Regions from separate parts of the Mus musculus genome. Here regions 2, 3 and 4 are each linked to region 1. The links are chromatin contacts, called in public promoter capture Hi-C maps. All regions are on one chromosome and are shown on one strand. The core of a region is the stretch at or near the end of the contact, and the rest is flanking DNA. Distances in the headings are between cores, read along the strand shown.

What was found. Promoter capture Hi-C pulls out the DNA fragments that hold promoters and counts their contacts. Capture Hi-C pulls out chosen DNA fragments and counts their contacts.
Region 2: a contact with region 1 is called in a promoter capture Hi-C map of pre-B cells, with 4 times the contacts expected there. The contact joins the promoter of BC016579 here to the promoter of Ccdc80 in region 1. A contact is called at or near these places in 3 of 39 promoter capture datasets (hippocampal neurons, liver and pre-B cells), 1 of 115 datasets of contacts at active chromatin or transcription factors (astrocytes) and 2 of 9 other capture datasets (adipose tissue and liver).
Region 3: a promoter capture Hi-C map of adipose tissue shows a contact between it and region 1, with 3 times the contacts expected there. The contact joins the promoter of Boc here to the promoter of Ccdc80 in region 1. A contact is called at or near these places in 4 of 39 promoter capture datasets (the 3T3-L1 cell line, liver and pre-B cells), 1 of 484 Hi-C or Micro-C datasets (uterus), 1 of 115 datasets of contacts at active chromatin or transcription factors (astrocytes) and 3 of 9 other capture datasets (adipose tissue, liver and macrophages).
Region 4: a promoter capture Hi-C map of pre-B cells shows a contact between it and region 1, with 5 times the contacts expected there. The contact joins the promoter of Gcsam here to the promoter of Ccdc80 in region 1. A contact is called at or near these places in 4 of 39 promoter capture datasets (hippocampal neurons, pre-B cells, second pharyngeal arch cranial neural crest and 1 more).

What each region holds. Positions count from the first base shown.
Region 1 is chr16:45,091,426-45,096,610 of GRCm38.p6, forward strand. It overlaps Ccdc80 (coiled-coil domain containing 80), which reads left to right and starts at 2,586. Exons shown (of 8, transcript NM_026439.3): 1 at 2,586-3,000; 2 at 3,447-5,185. The coding sequence starts at 3,458.
Region 2 is chr16:45,651,662-45,656,846 of GRCm38.p6, forward strand. BC016579 (cDNA sequence, BC016579) reads right to left here and starts at 2,457. Exons shown (of 6, transcript NM_145389.2): 1 at 2,240-2,457. The coding sequence starts at 2,380. Tmprss7 (transmembrane serine protease 7) reads right to left here. Exons shown (of 18, transcript NM_172455.3): 18 at 4,656-4,917. The coding sequence ends at 4,747.
Region 3 is chr16:44,556,317-44,561,501 of GRCm38.p6, forward strand. Boc (biregional cell adhesion molecule-related/down-regulated by oncogenes (Cdon) binding protein) reads right to left here and starts at 2,554. Exons shown (of 19, transcript NM_172506.2): 1 at 2,122-2,554. It overlaps Mir3081 (microRNA 3081), which reads right to left and starts at 1,813; the gene lies at 1,730-1,813.
Region 4 is chr16:45,607,654-45,612,838 of GRCm38.p6, forward strand. It overlaps Gcsam (germinal center associated, signaling and motility), which reads left to right and starts at 2,787. Exons shown (of 5, transcript NM_008099.4): 1 at 2,787-2,907. The coding sequence starts at 2,879.

The DNA.
Region 1 (5,185 bases), core at 1,336-3,835:
ATCTGGGTCCTTTCGATAAAATCTTGCTAGTGTATGCAATGGTGTCAGCGTTTGGATGCTGATTATGGGGTGGATCCCTGGATAAGGCAGTCTCTACATGGTCCACCCTTTAATCTCAGCTCCAAACTTTGTCTCTGTAACTCCTTCCAAGGGTGTTTTGTTCCCACTTCTAAGGAGGGGCATAGTGTCCACACTTCAGTCTTCATTTTTCTTGAGTTTCATGTGTTTAGGAAATTGTATCTTATATCTTGGGTATCCTAGGTTTTGGGCTAATATCCACTTATCAGTGAGTACATATTGTGTGAGTTCCTTTGTGAATGTGTTACCTCACTCAGGATGATGCCCTCCAGGTCCATCCATTTGGCTAGGAATTTCATAAATTCATTCTTTTTAATAGCTGAGTAGTACTCCATTGTGTAGATGTACCACATTTTCTGTATCCATTCCTCTGTTGAGGGGCATCTGGGTTCTTTCCAGCTTCTGGCTATTATAAATAATGCTGCTATGAACATAGTGGAGCATGGTGGGCATCATTCCTGTTTGGCATCCTGTGCACTCTAAACAATGACATAAGAGTGCTATATCCAACACCACCTACAGGAATTTCCTCAACTCTGTGCTCAGAGTTTTCTTTATGTGCAGGGAAGACGCCTGTAACTGGGAGGGATGGAGCTGGTTGTGGGATGGATGCAACTAGGGATGAGGTTTTCACCCATCCAGGGGAGCTGTTTGTATGGCTTAGTTCACCGGGTTTTGGTGGAGCCTGGGCTGCCACTGTTGTCGACAGTTAATATAAATTTGGAGAGGTTGGGAGAAATGCCCACGGGACCTGAGATGTCTTCTCTTCTCCCCTAACGCTGAGTCCTCATGACAGACCCAGAAGGTGAGTGGGAAAGCTGCCATAGTCTCTCCTGTAGAGCCTTATATGACTATTTCTTTGTGTGTTTGTGTGGCTGTGTGTCTTATGTGCATCTGTTCACATTCATATGCGTGCACACATTGCAGGGAGTGGAGTTAAGATGCTGATGTCAGTTATATTCCTCAGCCACTCTCTACCTTATTTATTTAATGTGTATGAAAGCCTTTCCTTTGTGTGTGTGTGTGTGTGTGTGTGTGTGTGTGTGTGTGTGTGTGTGTGTGCTCATGAACACACACACACAGGCAATGTCTGGTGACTGCAGAAGTCAGAACGGTCCATATTGCCTGGAACTGTAGCTGCAGATGATTGTGAGCCACCATGTGGTGCTGGAAATCAAACCCAAGTCTTCTTCAAGAGCAACTGATGCTCTTAACCAGTGAGTCCGACTAGCGCCTCCACCTTACTTTTTTGAGACAGGGGCTCCCATTGAGCCTAGAGCTGGTTGTATCAGCTAGAAAGGCTGAGGAGTGAGTTCCAGTGACCCACCTGCCTCTGCTCCTTTTCCCTCAGTGCCAGAGTTACAGCCTCAGTACCCAGTTTTTCTGTAAATGCTGGGGATCTGAATTCAGGCTCTCATACTGCGAGAAGCAAAGACTTTACCAGCTGAGGCACCTTCCCAGCCAAGCATACATCTACTTCTAGGGACTGACTAAGCATTTTAGGTTCTTAAAGCATCTGGAGAGCTGAATATTGTAACACACACACACACACACACACACACACACACACAGAGAGAGAGAGAGAGAGAGAGAGAGAGAGAGAGAGAGAGAGAGAGAGCTCACCATTTCTAGAGAAGCTGGGAGCCAGAATGCCCATTCCCTGATGTAATGTCCAACTGCAGTCTCAGGAGACAGCAGCCTTTGCCTGCATTGCTAACCTTTTACCAGCTTCACCCCCATCCCAAGGAGAAATAAGGACCGAGAACACAGTAACTTGAGCCCCAATTAGCATAATATAAAAACAACTTAGTCATGTTTTCCATGGGCTTTTCCAACCCAGAACTCAAAGCATAAAGCAGGCAGAAAGAGATAAAAATATACACGTGGAACTATAAATAGATGCATACTGTCTCGAAATGCAATGCCAATATCTGTGGCCCAAGTGAGCAGCTGTCTCTAGGGAACCCAGTCAGATGGAGCAACCTGAGGACTTTCCCCTTCTCAAACTGTAGTGTGAGAATCCACAGGAGGGGGAAGGTCCCGCCCCATGGCTCGGTATGGAAGGGGTTAAGTCCTCAGTCATCCTATTCTGAGGTGATTTACAATGATGTGTAGAGTTTCAAAACTTTTCCCAGCCCAAGCACAGCCCTCTCCTTCCTCTCCAGGTTCACAGACTCTCCATGTACTGAGAGGGGAAGGAGGCGTGTTTTGCTGATCTGTTAAATTCTTAGTGAAGTTTTCTTGATTTCCAGTGCTGTTGTTTGAGTTTGGTTTGGAGCAAACCTGAAGTAGCCCTGACATTTCTGGGATGGAATCCAGATGAGGAAAAAATAGAAGGAGAAGGGGGAGAAAAGGGAGAAGAGAAGGTGGGGGGAAATAAAGGGAGGAGAGACGGAAGGGAAGGGGGAAATTGTCCCTTTTCACATTCAGGCTTCTCTGTTTTCCCTCAGCCTGGAAAACATATTAATCCTGGTGTTTTTTTTTTTTTTTTTTTTTTTTTTTTTTTTTTACGCTCGGAAACAAAGGGACTCGGCCAGACTGCAGGAGGGGAAGGGTGATAAGAAGTTCTGGGAAAACTCCACAGAAGGGAAGAGCGAGATTCAGAAATCACTAGGACTTCACTTTCAGGAAGATCCCTGTGGCAACCAAGGACCGGCACACACAGACCCAGGAGAAACTGCAGACAAATGGAGATACAAACGGTCCCAAGGACAGCAGCGTTCACCTCCTCCCACTGGACCAGAAGGTAAAAGACACAGCCAGCAAAAGGAATCGGCCCAGGCTGGGCTCCCTGGGGCTGCTTTGCAGACAGACAAGGAGACAGAGAGCAGGAAGGAACCGATCTCACCTAGGAAACTGTCCTGGGGACCAACCTTCACGTTTCTCTGGAAAGCCTCTGCAAGCATCTCCATGAACCACTGTGTAAGTGTGCCAACCTTGCTCTCTGGTGTTTGTTTCCTTGTTGCTTGTTTGAAGACATGAAGTGTGAATGCACATTCACAGTTAGAATTCATAATTAGCATGCTCAGTTTACACAGTCTCTGGTGCATCTGGGCACAGCTGAGGCAGAGCAGGCGTGCCTCATGCCTGCCGCCTGTAAATCAAAGCTGGATTTCCTGCTTAAAGACTGACTCTGCTAAGCACTGACAATCGCAGCAGTTTAAGAGAAGCCCTCTCTCTGTTTGCCCTCCTCTGCTTGCCCTCCTTTTTCTTCTTTAACTATCTCCTGCCCTTTCTTTTTGGCCAAGTTAGAGAAAGAGATCATGCCCAGCTCTGCTTGCAATTAATGACTTTTTTTCTTTTCTTTTTCTCCCTTCTCATTTTATGTTATTTTCATTTTTGTATTATACCCCCTCTGCGTCCCCAAGTGGATAATACAATGATGTGGAAAATGGGACCCCACTTCACCACGCTCTTGGCCATGTGGCTGGTGTGTGGCTCAGCATCTCATTCTCCTGCCTTGGATAGCGACAGCCACACTGGACGGAAAGTACCTTTGGTTTCTCCAATCAGCAGTAGGTCAGCTCGGTATCTGAGGCACACCGGGAGGTCTGGTGGAGTTGAGAAATCCACCCAGGAAGAACCAAATCCTCAGCCTTTCCAAAGGAGGAAGAGTGTACCAGTGTTGAGATTAGCTCACCCGACCATGAGACCACCCCCCTCAGGTATCAATGGAGTTCCAGTCAGACCTGAGGTGAGACCCATAGCTAGGAGCTCGGCGCGTGAGATGGTCCGAGATGAGGGGTCTTCTGCTCGGACAAGAATGTTGCGATTCCCCTCTGGATCTAGCTCTCCCAATATCCTGGCCAGCTTTGCAGGAAAGAACAGGGTATGGGTCATCTCAGCCCCTCACGCCTCAGAGGGCTACTACCGCCTCATGATGAGCCTCCTGAAGGACGACGTGTATTGTGAGCTGGCAGAAAGGCACATCCAACAGATTGTGCTCTTCCACCAGGCAGGCGAGGAAGGGGGCAAGGTACGGAGGATCACCAATGAAGGGCAGATCCTGGAGCAGCCTCTGGACCCCAATCTCATCCCAAAGCTGATGAGCTTCTTGAAACTGGAGAAGGGCAAGTTTAGCATGGTGCTGTTAAAAAAGACTCTGCAGGTGGAGGAGCGCTACCCTTACCCGGTCAGGCTGGAAGCCATGTATGAGGTCATTGATCAAGGTCCCATCCGCAGGATCGAGAAAATCAGGCAGAAGGGTTTTGTCCAAAAGTGTAAGGCCTCGGGCATAGAGGGCCATGTAGTCCAGGAAGGAAACGAGGGCGGTGGAGGAGCAGGAGGTACAGGCCTGGGCGGTGATAAGAGGAAAGAGGACCCAAGGAGAACACAAGTCCACCCCACCAGAGAGGCTCCGAGAAAGCAGGCCACCAGCAAGGCAGCCACTCCTCAGCCTCCCCCAACTCCAAGGGCCACCACCCTTCCTCCTGCTCCAGTCACGACAGCCACTCGGGCCACATCCCGGGTAGTGACAATAGCCGCAAGACCTACAACCACCACTGCCTATCCAGCTACCCAGAGGCCCTGGACATCCCGGTTGCATCCCTTCTCAGTCTCCCACAGGCCCCCTGCAACAGCAGAGGTGACCACTGCCAGGGGCCCCTCCGTCTCAGAGCAGCTATACCCTCTACCTCGGAAGGAGCAACAGAGAGAGAAGCCACAGGCCACCAGGAGGCCCAGCAAAGCCACCAACTATGGAAGCTTCACAGCCACCCCACCTCCCACCCTCTGGGAGGTCAGCGCAAGAGTTGTGGGCACAAGCCGTTTCCGGGACAACCGGACAGACAAACGGGAACATGGCCATCAGGACCCAAATGCGGTGCCAGGTCCTCACAAGCCAGTAAAGGGGAAGCTGCCCAAAAAGAAGGACAGAATTCTCAGCAACGAATATGAAGACAAGTATGACCTCAGCCAGCCCACCTCCTCTCAGGGGGAGGAGGAGCGGCAGGTGGATAGCGTTCCCTCGCAGAATGCCAAGGAGTCGAAAAAGCTTGAAAAGCTCGAGAAACCTGAGAAGGAGAAGAAGAAAAAAGGGAAGAGTGCAAAACAAGACAAGTTACTCAAGAGTGAAAAGCAAGCGAAGAAAGCTGAGAAAAAGACCAAA
Region 2 (5,185 bases), core at 1,207-3,706, 560 kb after region 1:
AACTAACTTGGAGGGGTGGGGGAAGAAGGAAGGAAGGGCTTCCTTATTTGGCTTACACTTCTAGGTCAGAGGCCTTCCTTGAGGGAAGTCAGGGCAGGACCTCAAGGAGGAATCTGAAGCAGAATTTATGACGGAATGCTGTTAGCTAGCTTTCACACTGGCTCATGCTGAACCAGTTTTCTTATAGCCCAGGACTACCCGTCCAGGAATGATATCCCCAACAGTAGCCTGGATCCTCCCTTATCAATAGATAATCAAGACAATCCCTTACAAACATACCCACAGATCAACCTGATACAGTTACTCAACTGAGACTCTTGTCAGGTGATTTTTTGCTGTCTCAAGTTGACAGTTCATGCTAACTAGGGCAGCTCCTTCTACCCTTAATAATTAGCTGCATTGATGTGTTACACAGTTGCACATAGCAGCAATAGGTACAAAACATATGCTTTGGAAAGTGTATGGACTTAAATAAGAACAAAAGTCAGAACTATTATCACACAACTTAAGATGGGGACACAAAAATTTTAAGTATATAGACCATGTGCTTGTGCTAACCAGTCCTTACTGAATGAACGTCACTAACTGACCATTCATGTTGAAACACATTTCAACCTATTCTCTAGAGTCAGAGACTGATGAACATGCTAGGGAAGGGTTTGAGGTTTTGTCCTCTCTCTTCTCAGTAAAGTGCTACCATTCCAGTATTTCTAGAACGCTCTTCAGGTTCTCTACCCTCACCCCATTCTATCAGTTATTGAAATTTTCCTATTTAGACACCTACAACGCCAAATTACAAGGAAGTCTGGCACATCTACATACGTCTGACTAACAAGGAAGTCACTAGGACACTGAAGCCTATTCTTTACAAAGCAGGTGCTACGCAAATGTAAGATTCTGATACCTGGTATGGATTTGGCGTGTTCTCAACTGTTCTCTAGGGCTCTCAGGGCCTAAACGGAGCATATGGTATTAACATTGTTTCACATAAATGGAGCATATGACATTAAGATTGTTTCACAGCGTCTCTGGGCTCAAACACTTTTTCCCCCCTGGAGAATGTCTCAATCTTTGGGGATGTACTGGGCCTGACTAACTTGAGGTAAGTATTTCTAATTCTCCTGCCCAGGCTCTGCCCTGGAGAATCATACAGAAAGTTCCTGATTATGGCTTCTTGCACTGGCCTTCAGGCATTACCTTCCGATTTTCACTCATCTGTGGTCTTATTTCATACAAACAGAAGGTGCCAACTTAGACTCCAGGGTACTCATAAAATAAGGCATTGCCACACAGTGTTTTCAGGAATCACAGTGGACCAAGAGTAATGTTTTCGAGCTTTGAATTCTACTAAAGTCAGAACTTGAGCCCAAGAGGGATGGGGGTGGAGTGGGGTGAGAAAAACCAGGCTAAAACAATGCGTCCAGAAAATTGAGTGTGCCCAGTAAAACTCAAGTAAACCTTTGGAGTTGATGAGAAGACAGGTGGCTCAGCATTCAAACTCTCTGATGTTTTACAAGTATTTGATCTGTGAGTAATGTTATGATATCAGAGAAGGGTTCAACCTACACACCCTTAAGGACTTCCTCAGAGATGAAAAGACAGTGAGGCTAGTTCTTAGGTAGAACTTAGAAAGTATTTCCCTTGTACTAAGCTGGCAAGTTCACAACAGTTCACAACCCTCAGTCTGGACGCAGCAGCTCTTTCCTCCTCGTGTTCTTTGCCTGCTTTTCTTCTGGAGGAAGCAGTGGCCAAAGTGGGAGATAACAAAATGTGTTTGAAGGTGGGGGGAGGGCGCGGAGGACATAGGGCTGGTTAAAGGTAGGAGACAGTGGATTGCACGCCCCTAGAGGTGGTGGTGGGGTGCTGGAAGGGAGAAAGGGGAGAGAGAGAAAGCGGAGAAGCGAACGGGGAGAGAGACAATATGATTCAATCCATCACTCTATTTTTATTTGGGAAAGAAAAACAAGTTAAAAGTTACATAATTTTCAAACAGCACCTCTACCTCTAAGGCTTTGCTCTCCATTGAAAGGAGCAGCCACGCCCCTCTACAGGATTCCTGAAGTCTCTAGGCGAGGTCCGAGTCTCATAATGGAGGGGTCTGATCTAAGAAATTCCAAAAGTTCTTGCTTTCTTTAACCTCCCCTTCTTTGCGTGTCCTGGGCGCTGGAAGGACGCTTTGGAGCCTTTAAGTGGTGCCAGGCCCCTTCCCTGCTGTCACGCCAGAACCCTAAGTCCTTACCTGGGCTGGGCTAGGGTCCTCAGCGGAGTTAGGCTGGATCCGAAGGTCATTGTTGAGAGGTGTCAGCTCTTCCTGAGGCCCGTCCAGCATCGAGAGCTCCAGCTCTTCCCGGGGCGATTGGGATCTGGACCCTTCTTCCATGGCAGCGCCGAAGACGGAGGCTCCGCTGAGAGGCAAGACTCTAGCACCTAAGGGTGCAGAGTCCAGCACAGGGAGACTACTCAGCTCACACTCCACCCACCAGGCGCGGCAGGTAGACCTCGGGCGGCGCCAGATAGGCCTGCGGTGGCGGACCTGGAGGGGAGGGGCGAAGCCAGAGAGAGTGGAAGCACTCCGGCTTTGGTTAGCTGACCTTGCTCAGGAAAGGTAGATGCAAGTGGGACCGGCTGTTTTTCAGGTTTGTTCAGGGTGCTAGCTGCAATGCCTTTCCGTGTGGATGCAGACCGCAGAAGCTCACAGGGCCTGATTGCAAGCTGGACTGTGGCAAGGAAGGGATAGGCAGGGTTGGGTGGGGAGGGTGTTGGGGGACGGGGGAGGGTGCGGTTCCGGAAACTTTCCAGCCTTCTACCTGGACCAGTGTGATGCTGAAACTTACTCCAGTACTCACTGTCTAGCGAGGGCTCATCTACCAAATCAACAAACAGCTATGAATCATCTTCCGTGTGCCAGGCAGCATGCTTGATTCCGAACACACGAAGATGAATAATACACAGCCCCGAAGTAATTTTCATACACTACCTCTACCTCTATGGCTTTGCTCTCCATTGAAAGGAGCAGCCACGCCCCTCCTGATTCAGGCACAGGGGCAGTATCAGTATCCCTTAGACTAGTAAGGGCAATCGGCACTGTGTGAGTTCTTCATACGCTTGTGTTTCTCAGCACAGAAGACAGTGACTCGCAGAAGCAAAAATTCATAAACATTACTGATTTACTGATTATTGTTTATCTTTGAGAGGAGGGGTCATGAACACCGCACCTGAAGAAAAGGCCCATGTGTCAGGAAGCATACAATGCCTTCCACACCCCATGCACAGCTCAGAACTGGCTTAGTGAGCCGGGAATTACGTTTGCAAAGCAAAGTGTGTATTGGGTATTGGTCCAAAGATCTTGCCTCTAGCTAAACCTTCTTTTCAGAACCACCATCCTCTCCCCATTTCCTTCCTCTCACATAGATAGTTATTAAGACCAGTTTGAGGATTCCAGAAATATTTGGAAATATCTCTTTTCTTTGCAGTGCTAGGGGCTCAGCCCAGGTATATGGCCCTACCCCTGGGTTTTATCACCAGTCACCAGAGAGATGCTGTTATTGTGATGTTTATCCTTAATCCCAAAGAAAGTGTTTTTAGAAAATTGAACTAAGTACTATGAACTGGAAATACTCATTATCACAGGGTAGTCATAATTTGCCAATCACTTTTACTAATTTGGAAAATAACATTTCCTGTTCTCTGTCCTTTCAATTCTACTTTCTCTACAGTTCTGTGCAGTGCTCTGAGTCCTGTTTAATATAGTGTTACTATTTCTCCTTTGAAATTCTTTTTCATCCCATTTTACTTGTTTGGTGCTACGGTTAACTCTGCCCTCTGACAGGAAAAATACGGTTCTAATATGGAGTGAGACACTCTCTAAATTAAGATAAATCAAGAACTGGGATGGGCTGAGCAAGTACTATAGACTTACAGCTATTCAAACCATGCATTACGAGGCTTTGAGAACAAATTGAAATCTTGGCCCTTTAAATTTTACAAAAACAACCAGAAGCCAGGAGATAGCATACCTGAAAAGTTTGACTTTCAGAACACTCACCCAAAATGCATCTGGCCTTTCACTGCTGGCCACCTGTGTGACCAAGAGCTCAGAGGTATGCCTCAGTCCACCTCTTACCATTCTGCTTTCTGTCGCTTAGTGAAGATTGGAAACCCTGAGTTTTGTGTGGGGTGGGTCAGTTTCTTTGTAGGCAACATGATGCTGTGCACCCATGATCCATCTTGATGCCGACAGATCAAATTGCATTGGAAACCAACACATTTGCTACCTCCTCTGCCAGTTACTGAGTTTTGCTAAATTTCCATTTATGAGGTGCCTTTGTTTTGTGCATTGAGTTTTGTGATAATGCTGACAGTCAGGTATGGCTTCCCAGAGATATCTTACTATGTGCCATGTTTGTCTCAATCCTTGTAAATGTCTCTTCTTGCATTGGAACACAGAGGAAGAACACCTATCTCTCTAAGTTCTCACTTTATTTTAGAGACTTGGTTTGTGCCATTACTTTAGTTTTCTTCCATCCATGAGTCAGTAACATTTTGATATTTTTGAATTAATATCATTATATCCTTGGGGACTTTTATGGAATATATATTAATTTGTCTGCCTTACAATGAATATTAGTTATGTGCTCAATCTGACACTTTCAGTTGAAAAAATGATTAATTTTATTGATAATACTTACATTCTTTTTCAAGGATCTATCCTCATATAAGTCACAGTTAACAATCCATCTGTTACAGTTACAAAAGAGAAGGGACATACTTATGAATCCAGGGAACAAAGCTTGACACCCTTGTGTAGACACCAGGAAAATTGGGTCTTCCACATCCATGTCCCCAGCTAACAATGCCAGTCAGAATCCATTTTCCATCACTCTTTCTTCGACAAGACAAAGGTCCTCCTGAATCTCCCTATGCAAAAAGACAATGTAAGCATGAAGACATCTGTCTCATGAGCACCCAGGCCATCATTTATGTGTCTAGTGGATTATGTTCAAATGTCACCTTCTGACATGGTTTTGCTCGTATAATCACTATGTAGGAGAAAGCAATTTCTCCTACAAATCCCCCAAGAATTTACTACTAGTATTCATTGCATCTGTGAAAGGAGTAGTCGTAGTAGGACTGATGCCTAATGAGTGTTAACTATATGCCCTGCACTGCCCAGGGTCATTTTATC
Region 3 (5,185 bases), core at 1,304-3,803, 540 kb before region 1:
GTTTCTGAGATATCATAAAAGAGTGACAAAGGGCCAGTGTCTGAGACCTCAGTCCTTGGATTGCATAGGTACAGGCAGCCTCATCCTGAAGGAACAAATCCCGAGTCTCCACAGGAGCTGGCCGTGGCAGCCAATAGACATGGGGACTATAACTTATTTTATTTTTTGCCTCTGCATAAATTCACTCTGAAAAGTCATCTAGCTGGGAAGTCATAACTCTACTGCTGTTTCCACCCCGATTCTGTCCCGCTGACCCCAGAGTACTTCAAGATTGCCATGGGAACCTCCTGGGTCTCAATTATTAGACCATTAAGAAGGGCCAATTATAAGACCTCAGAGAGCTCCTGGGAAACCTGTTCCACACCTCAAAGTGGCCAACCTCTTGCCTCAGAGTCACTTTAAGTAAAGCTCAGAAAACAGGACATCCAGATGTATGGACACCCAAGCCCTTCATGTTGATCTAACAAGACCTTTTTAATGGTTTCCACGCTATTCTGGAGAAGACTTATGGCCAAGGCAAAAGATGCAAAAAGAAAAAGAAAGGAAGGAGAGAGGAAGGGAAGGAGGGAATGGAAGAGGGGAAGGAGGGAGAGAGGGAAGAAGGAGGGAAAGAAGATCATGGGGCGAGGTTACTTAGATTTAGAAGCCAGTGGTAGAATAAATCAGAAGTGTTTACAATATTCAAGAATCCATGATGCTACATTCATTAAGCGATCTGTGCTTTCAAAATTCTGGACAACAAAGAGCTAGGTGACAAACGTGCTGGTCCAGGACATTTCAGGCACATGGCCTGAAGCAGAAGCACGCTTTTCCAGTCATCCGGTAAGAGGTAACTCCAGTTCACACACTTGCTGCCATGGAGCTTGCTGGGAAAGAATAAGGGAGCACACGGCACCTCACCACACCCAGAAAGTGCCTGTTTGGGATTGCTGGTATGTGGTTTGGGTATTCTTAGACGAAACTGCCACATCCCTAGAGGACAACTCTTGTTTCAAGGGACTGAGCATGGGTCACCCCATCTCCAAAAGTCAACAGAGCCACCTCCAGGTTGACCAGTCTCTCAACCCCTGAGTTCTTTTCCACCAGGAAAACCGACAGACCCTTCGTAATCCCCGCAGAAAGTTCATTTTGCCTTTCCCTTTCTTCCACAGCCTTCTCTACCACTTGACCCACAAAATCACTTCTCAACCTTCTCATAGTTAATAGAAACAAAACCCCAGTGGGACACCACACACACACACACACACACACACACACACACACACACACACACACACACCTCTTGCTGATGCTTTACTCTCACAGACACCTCTGGATGCCAATTAATTCAGTGCCTCCCATCCACCGGTCCAGCCAAGAAGATTTTTTAAGAGCTGTTTAGCTTTTGGTCTCCCTTGGTCCCTGACTTAGGATTTTCCTTTTAAAACCTCGCTGATAACTTCTCCCCTTAAAGAAGCAAATCGGTGTCGAGTGTGGGCTTGTTCCCACCGCTTGGCTGTGCAACCAGGGCACCCTGTCAGCCCTTCGGGGTGAGTTTGGGAAGATGTCTGAATCTTCCTACCACCGGAGCAGCTTCCGGGAACCGCGGGAGCTAACCGAGCCAGACCGGGCAAGAGAGGGAAGCCCGGCGGCCCTCGGCTGGGCGGAGGAGCACAAGCAGTGGCGGCTCCGGGAACTTCGTGCGGCGTCAGGCCCTGACTCTAGTCGGATCCAGTCAAGCGCTGGGATTCCGGGCAAGAGCCCAGCTCAGAGATCGGAGCGCAAGCCCGAGTCCAGCTCACCGCTCCAAGCTCCAGTCTGAGCCCCAGCCCAGCGCTCGAGCTCCAACCCAGAGATCCAAACTCCGTCTGAACCCCAACAGAACACCCTGAGCCCCAAAGTGAGCCTCCAGCTTGAAACCCAGTCAAGCACTAGGGGCCCCAACCCCGGTCCTAGCCTAGCTGCCGGAGCCCCAGGCGGAGCCCCAGCCCAGCGCTTGGAGCCCGCGCCCTGCAGCACGTCTCCCGGGAGCCCTCGGCATCCCAGGACGGGCGGCCGCCTCCCACACGCCTCCTATCCCCAAACCAACAAATAAACACAACTTTTTATGAAAAGAAAACAAACTTCAGCGACATGACTCACCTCGCCTGCAGCCGGAGCCTGGGAAGAGGGGGCCGGGACTCCGGGTCCCGCGTGGTGAAGCGGAGAAGGGCCACACGGCCCCCGCGCACACCGACACACACACGCACAGCGCGGTGACACAAGAGGACACACACCACGGCAGAGTGGCCGCAGCCGGAGCAACAAAAGAGCCCAGGACCCAGAAGTTGCGGCCGGAGGAGGAAGGGCTTGTGTGGCCGCGGCGGGTACGAGGTGCGAGAGTGTGAGAATGCGGCCGGCCGGAGCTGACACCAGCGAGACCCAGCTCAGGGTCCCCACTGCAGGAAGCCAGAGCCGTGGTGGCAGCGGCGGCAGCAGGCGGGCAAGGCAGAGGACGCCGCGCCCAGCGCACCCAATCCCTCCATATGGAAGACGCTTTTTTGGATGACTGAACTTGCAAACAATTCCTTCTTTTGCTTCTCCTGCCTAGGAGCCTCCCATTACCGCTCGAAGAGGGGAGGGGAGCCGAGGAGGCGGGGAGGAGGGGGAGGAGCAAAAGGGAGCAAAGCAAAAAAGTCTTGAAAAGGAAACTGGAGTGGGGGGGGGGGGGAGGGACCACAAGTCCCCCCCAATTTTAGAACAATTTTTCCCTTAACGCCTACTTTCTTTGCACTGCGTTAAATTCCCTCAGTCCTTCCAAATTATTTTCTTTGACCACACCAAAAGTGCCTTTCTCCCACGCGCGGGGGTGCCGGTCCACCCTGCTTAGCTTCACCTTGGACCCTTCCCTTGGCCAGCACTACCCCTCCTTCCCGTGCTGGCACCCACTTCTCAATTTCTCTATCATTCTGAACAAACAAACAAACCTACCAGATAATGCAATAAAAACAAAGTTACAATTAATAAAAGCAGGGCAATCCCCCAACCACCATCACCTAAATAAATAAATAAACAAACAAACAAATGTAAGGCAGGGCAAGGGCAATTAGGAAAATGATAAGAAACCTCATCATGGCAAAGCCATAAAACAGCCTTCCCAGACACTTGGCTGGCAGGGAAGGGTTTGCCAGGTCTTTGGCTTGACCTCCCCTTTCAGCATCCTAGGAAAGGGGTGGGGGGTGATGTCACGGAGAGTTAGTCCGTTACCTCCGTGTTGGTTGGAGAGAAAACATGCACACAGTAATTTTCAAACCCATTGTCGGGAACTTCTTTGGACAAATTGTTACAACGTAGATGGATGGGCTCCACCTCCAACTTCTGATTCAGCAAGTCTGTGCTAAGAAAGGATTTCTTTAGTTTTCAGGTGATCTGAAACTGTTAGTTCGGGTACACATTTAAAAACAAACAAACAACAACGGCAACAAAAACGCACTTTCACACACAAGCCCAATACTAAATTAAGTTGGCAACGCTAGATTTTCTAAAAATGCACCAGACTCTGTGAGAGTTTCTTATCCCTTATATTTTAGGAGTTAAGCCATTTGTCAAAGCCTTGTTCCAAGGTGGAGAGGAGGTGGCCCTTGGAGTGGGTCAGCCAGGGAAGAGCACGGTGAAGAGAGGTGCTGTCTTCCCTGAATGGCAGAACTGTGGCCTTGGGACTCAGAAAGTCACCATGTGACAGAAAAGAAATCACTTAAAAATTTTTTTTAGGTCACGGTTTTATTTTCTGTTGCTTTTGGTTGTCCTCAGCACATGATTCCAATTGAAGCAGTAGGAGGAAGGGAAAGATTCCACATTTTCCAGCATTCTTTCCTCCCCGAGTTTGTTAATTAGAGCAGGAGTCAGTCTCTGCACTGATTTATCTGGCATTTCTACATGCCTAGATTGCTGGGCATATCCCCGTGGCCAAATGGATCAAGGGGTGCCATAGTTTAATAAGACAGTGAAAGGGCTCTGAAATCCCTCTTTGAACCTCCCTCCAACCCCAACACACTTTCCTCCTTTTTAATTTCCATCAGTTTGGAGAACAGTCTGCAAGACCTGTTTCTCTCCCCCCTGTTCAGTGATGATGTTAGCCTCTGCCATCTCACTGTCCCTCTGTGGCACAACAGAGGACAGTGGGACCTGAGAACCACCCTGGGAACAGAAGTAATCCCCAGAGGAAAGGAAAACATCAGCTGACAGCTGACAGTTCCCTACTGTGTGAACACTGCCTTTCCCTAGAGCCCCAAACAGGTAATGGCCTGCTTTTCTTCTCCCCTTTCTCAAAGTTTTATTTTTTTATTTATTAAGGTTTTTAATTAATTTTATTTTCTTGTGCATGTGGGTGTTTTGGCTGCATGTGTATCTGTATACTATATAAGAGCCTGGTGCCTGTGGAGGCCAGAAGAGGGCATTGGATCTCGTGGAACTGGTGTTACAGAGAGTTGTAAATTGCCATGTGGGGGCTGGGAATTGAATCCGAATCCTCAGGAAGAGTAGCCAGTGCTCTTAACCACTGAGGTATTTCTCCAACCCCAGCTTTCTGCTTTTCAGAAGTACTTTCCAAATACCACTCCCACTGGCGATGGTGAGATTCAGTAATAACAAGGCACTTGGAGTTCTTAGATGTCCGTATTCCTACACTACCATGCACAGCCTAGCATCCCAGAGATGTCTCCTCCTACCTGCTCAACTTATTCTTCCCTTAGGGCTCTCCCTTCTTCCCACTCTGGACTTGAGGTCCACACAGTCTTTGCATTCGGAGTCAAAGCATTCATCCTTGCTCACATGTATTTAGCCAGGAGGGGGACCTTGCATCTCCCGCAGGCTGGCTGATCACCATGCCCACTTACTTGCCTGTGCTATGATTTAGGCTGAACACAGATCTGCAGCTTCAGACTCGCTGTTGGCACTCAGATGTGTTTATTGTTTTTGTGGATCTTTGTATTAGTATGACTGTGTTTATTTTTATAGCTACTGTATCTCCTCACTCCCTCTGCTTGCAGTATATTTCTTGTCCTCTAACTGCTGGTTTCTCCCTCTCCCTCTCCCTCTCCCTCTCCCTCTCCCTCTCCCTCTCCCTCTCCCTCTCCCTCTCCCTCTCCCTCTCCCTCTCCCTCTCCCTCTCCCTCTCCCTCTCCCTCTCCCTCTCCCTCTCCCTCTCCCTCTCCCTCTCCCTCTCCCT
Region 4 (5,185 bases), core at 1,537-4,036, 520 kb after region 1:
AAAGACAATGAATGGAGAGTTACCCCTCAATCTGAAACAAGCATCAGGAGAGGGGAGACGCGTTCTCTACCAACAGCTTATGAGGATATCAGTGTATTTATGGAGGAAGGGGTGGTTAGCCTCGTTTTGAAGAGGAAGCAATGGAACTTAGAGAATTCAGATAAATTGCTTGATATCTTCACTATGTGATGGACTCACTATACAGTTGTGAGCTGGTTTAATCATGTGCCATTTGCTAGGCTGCTGAGGTTGTCTTGGTCTTATTTTCGAAATCTAGGCTACTAAAGAGAAGTATACAGGCCCAATTTCAATGATTGTCAGTGTCCGGCTTGATGCATAGTCTGGATTGTAAAGATCCTATGTAAAACTCCAACGTAGGAATTGATCCTGTCACAGAGATCTAGATCTCTGCCACACCCGAAGCTCAACAACAACCTGAAAAGAACATGTAGAGCTCTTTTATTCCTACTCGCCTACAAAAAGCAGGAACTGGTAGCAAGATAACCACAGAATTCACATATAAAAAAGCTCTAGAGTTTGTGACTGTCAGAAATCCAGTAAAGCACGGTTATTCAGATCTTGTTACCTTATTATATAAAAGTAGAGGGGAATCGTTTTTACACTGGTGGTTAACTGCCCACACAACAGCAAACAAGGAGTAGATAAGGGCAAAGATCTCAGCTCATAAATCTCACTGGTATAAATATCCAGGTTTTTGTTTCTAGTTCAGGGAGTGTAATTTCTTACAGGTCTTAAGTACTGGAGTAAATGCTGATGGGACTAAAGAGAGAAGAGCTCAGAGATTTCCTTTTTGGACTTGTAACACTTTCACCTGTGCAGTGGGAGCAGTTTATTTAGCCCCAAGTCTGTACCACACCAACAATGTAGTGAATGCCCAGCTCCACCTCTTGCAGAATCAACACATTTTCTTTCCTGGTATCTGAGACTTCCACAGCTCAGTGTCTTCATCTAGTGGTCGGTAGTAAAACTGAAACTTGAAAACTGGGATTCAATAACCCAAAATGACAAGGCAGACTGATTTTTCAATCCCCGCCCCTAATGCTTTGACTCTGGTTGTAAACAGCCAGTGTAAACATTTGGGGAGAATTAGGAGGTGTGGCCTTGTTAAAGTATGTGTGACCTTTTTTCAGTTGTGGGGGAGGGTGGTGGTGGTGGTGGTTAAAGCTTTCAAAAAAATCCCAAACAAGGCAAAGTCCTTGTTCTCTCTGCTGCCTGCAGATCAGGATGTGAAGTTCTCAGCGACTGCTCCTAGGCCACGCCTGTCTGCTTTCCACCAGAGTGAATCCCCTGAAACTGGAAGCAAGCCCACAATTACTTTCTTCCATACGGGGTGATTTGTTCATATTGTCTTTCACAGCAACAGAACAATAACTAAGACAGTCCCCATCCTGCTGTTTGCCTTAGATATGACTTCTGTATTGCTGAAAGTCAAATAAAGAAATATATCTCCTCTGTTCTGCTCACTGTTGAGCCCAAGGTCCTCGGCACACAGTAGGTTCTCAACACACACTTGTTGACGGGATGAACAAATGAGTAACCAAACAAGAAACAACCATCATTCAAACGATGATTGCAGTCCCAGGATTCATTTAAGCAGTATAACTTATATACAGTTTACACATCCTTAGTACCATAGTAAAGAAGGCACAGACACACAGCCACTACGGTGGAGACAAAGAACAAGATCCTTTCCTAATATCATTGCCACCTGTCTGTGCAGGGAGTGGGGTGCTCCTGGCAAGCAGTCCAGGAGATATTCAGGTTATTTCTGGGTCCTGGGAGTCTGGGCCTCTGAAATGCAAGGTATCTGCAGCAATATGGACTCAAATTCTGCCTTTAGAGGGCAGCCAAGAGCAATAGCAATAAGGCTCTGTGTTTAGGGAGTCTTTGATAGCCCTAACCAACAGCTCAAAAGATGATTTATAAAGGGTGGTGCTGCCGTTTCGGTTAGATGAATTTTGACTTTTGGAGGAGGCATTGTCAGACAAGATGGGGAATTTTTATTTAAACCAATATATTTATGCACGGACTTCCATAACTACAGGTATTTTTAGGTAGAGAGCTAGTAGTATGACTCCTTATGACTTTTTCAGCCATCCTTACTGTTATTTTACCTTCTTCCTTCTGGATTTATCATCCTTCACACACACACACACACACACACACACACACACACACACACACACAGTAATTAGAGTGCTCCTATTTTTCCCATTTCCCACATCAAACCATTTTACCCTATGATTCCCCTCTCTATGGCTCTGTGGCCACTTCACTCAGCAATGGTCCCTCTCAACTTGCCTTGTTTGTACAGTTACTCCAGTATATGTGCTCGTGAGTACATTTTGAAAGTTTATATATGCCCAGCTAGACTGTGGCTTGATTCTGTTTTCCCTTTTGGAGTTTTTTTTTTTTTTTGAGGGGGGGTATTTGATATTTCAGACTTTTTTGTTTTGTTTGCTTCTAAACAATGATCCTCTCCCATTTGACTTTCTTACTAAATACAGGTGTCTGCCATGGAAAATCTCCCATGGTTCCTCCGTTAGGAAAAGCCTGGGACTCCCTAGTGGCTAACCCTCTCCCTAACCAACCTTTTTTTCCTTTGGTTAATAGTCTGGTGCATCAAGGCCCTGGTCTTTCAAGACACACAAATGTGCCTCTCATCTCCCCCTCAGCCTCTTCCTCCACCATCCAGCAGGCACCTCCTCTTTCTGACTCTACACGGGTGACCAGAGCAGCTCTGAAGCTACTGTCAGTCGGAAACTGCCAGTTACAGAGCACAGTGCCAGACCAAGGTGCAAGCCGGCTGAGAAGGAAGTGGAGACTACCAGAGGGAAGGTGCTGAGGGGCCTGCCTCATGGGGAACTGTTTGCAGAGGACAACCAGGTGAGCTCACTCCCTCCTGCGAGCAGAGACCTGAGCCAGAGGTGAAAGAAAAAAAGAGGACAGCTTTTAGGGTGAATGGACTAGGGAAGGGGTGTGACAAGAATTCAGTCCCTCCTGAGCCATACACCATGTGACTATCCTTACAGGTTTTCACACACAGAGACAATGAGAACATAAGAACAGGTGAAATGAGAGAAAGAACTTATTAAAGGAGGACTCCTGTCCATCTAAGAAATGAAACAGCTGTCCTGGGGCTGGGGAAAGGCATCCTTTCTTGGGCCCTGGATGTTCCTGAATGAGTTATATGTGCCCACCCTTTCGGGGAGTCTTTATAAATTTAAAATAAACACCACATTTCCTGCCATGTTGAGACGGCAGTTAGTACACTTATAGGCGGGTTAAGGAAAAGGTCTTGTCACTAGGGAGAAGACTTGCCTTCATCTTCCTGGACTTTGGTCTCCTCATTTTAAATGGAAAAAAAATTTATAATCCTACCCGGAGGTTCCAAGTGTAGATGGTGGCACCATGGTCCCTGACAGAGAAGGTCTCAGTGATGGGGGACTCTTCTCAATTTTCAGAGCAAATTTTTCATTCAATCAAAGAGAACACATGTAAAAGAAAATATGATCACACAAAATAAGAGAATTTCTATGGTATAAAGTTAGGTGATCTATAGAGGTCTGGCAGGGGGTCTTCCTTGCTGCCTTGGTCTTATATAACATATAAAGGGGAACATAGAAAAATGACGTCTTACACAAATGCTACTTACCCAAAGGAGGCTTGGCAGTATTCACGTCTTTTCCAGAGAGCCAGTATTTGCCCTGGACTCTCCCAAGCCTCCTCCTGCTTCTAGTAGCCTTAGTAAGATTATGAATGGCTGCCCTTATAGCTCCCTGTGACATCCTGTAAAGCACAATTGCTTCTTAATTTCTGCTCACTGCTTTGTGAATGCCTGGTTCTTGCCTTTGTTTCTGGCACACAGCAGGTACTCAGTGCTAGACTGATGACTGGAAGCATTCCTGAGGAGAGAGAAAGCAAAATGAAGATATGGTATAGATGAAGAAGCAGTGATAGATGACATACCTGCACTTTCGTGTTTCAGAACTTTGCTGTGGGGTTAAGTGGTGTAGCACCAAAGTATATTTACTATGAGAAGGTGAAGTGTATAGAAATACAAGCAGAAGAAGATGAGATGAGCTGCTAACCACACTTAGAGTTACAGCTTTATACCCACAGTCTTTATTTTAGCTCCTATATCTGATAGTCACTTGTATTTCCTTTTCTACTAAGAGCCAGTATGCCTTCAATTAATTTTTCTTTGAGGTTTAGTGTATTACGTTTCTGAAGTTAAAAGCTATTTGTATTTTTAATGGTTTCTTTTCATAAATATTGCAGAAATTAATATTGTTTTCTAGTCTGTGGTTTGATTTTTATTATCTGTGTTCATTACATTTTAAAGATGATCCAATTCTTTCAGGAAATCCCTTAGGTTTCTTTCCCTGTGCTCATTCCTGGTAGTCCTTCCTTACCAATTCACACACTCATTGTTTTAGTGTGTGATTTATTAATTTACATTTAGTCTTATACATCAATGCATGGTTCAGATATTATTTTGTATCCCTAAATAATTGCCCAGTTATTCCAGCATCCCTCTTCCTATGCTGGCACCTGTTGTCCATCTTTCTTCTTTTATCCCCGTGGGCACATTCCTTTCTATGTCTCTGTAGATCAGAGGACAGAAAATATCTCTTCCTAACAGGAAGAGCCCAAGGTCTTAGAGAAAAGCATTTTCCCAAAAGGAAACCCAGCTTTTCCCCCTTCTTGGTTGTAGAACCTCAAACAAGTTGCCTAAATTCTGTCCCCAGATTCCTTTTTAATAAATAACAGGACAATAGCATCAACTGATGGCCTTGTTCTGAAACTAAATGGAATGCAGCGCATAAAAAGACTGGTGCATACAAAGAAGTACTCACCAATTTTACTTCTTCATATTCTCAATTTCCAGCAAATTGGGAAAAAAAGAGTTTAAACAGAAATCCAATCCAGTGAATGACTTTATTGTCTCTATTTTATTCTTTCCTTCCCTTTCTATATATCCCTTGTTCTTTGAATTTCTGAGAAAGGTGCTAACTCATTGAAGCCTATTACTTGGGTGCAGGCCCTGGAAACTCAGTGAATAAAAGGTGAGGTGGTATTTTCAGGCTGATGAGGATTCTCAGGAATGTTTTTAGCATCACAGATGGACTGTTTCTTGTAGTGATAAAGATGTTAGATCTGA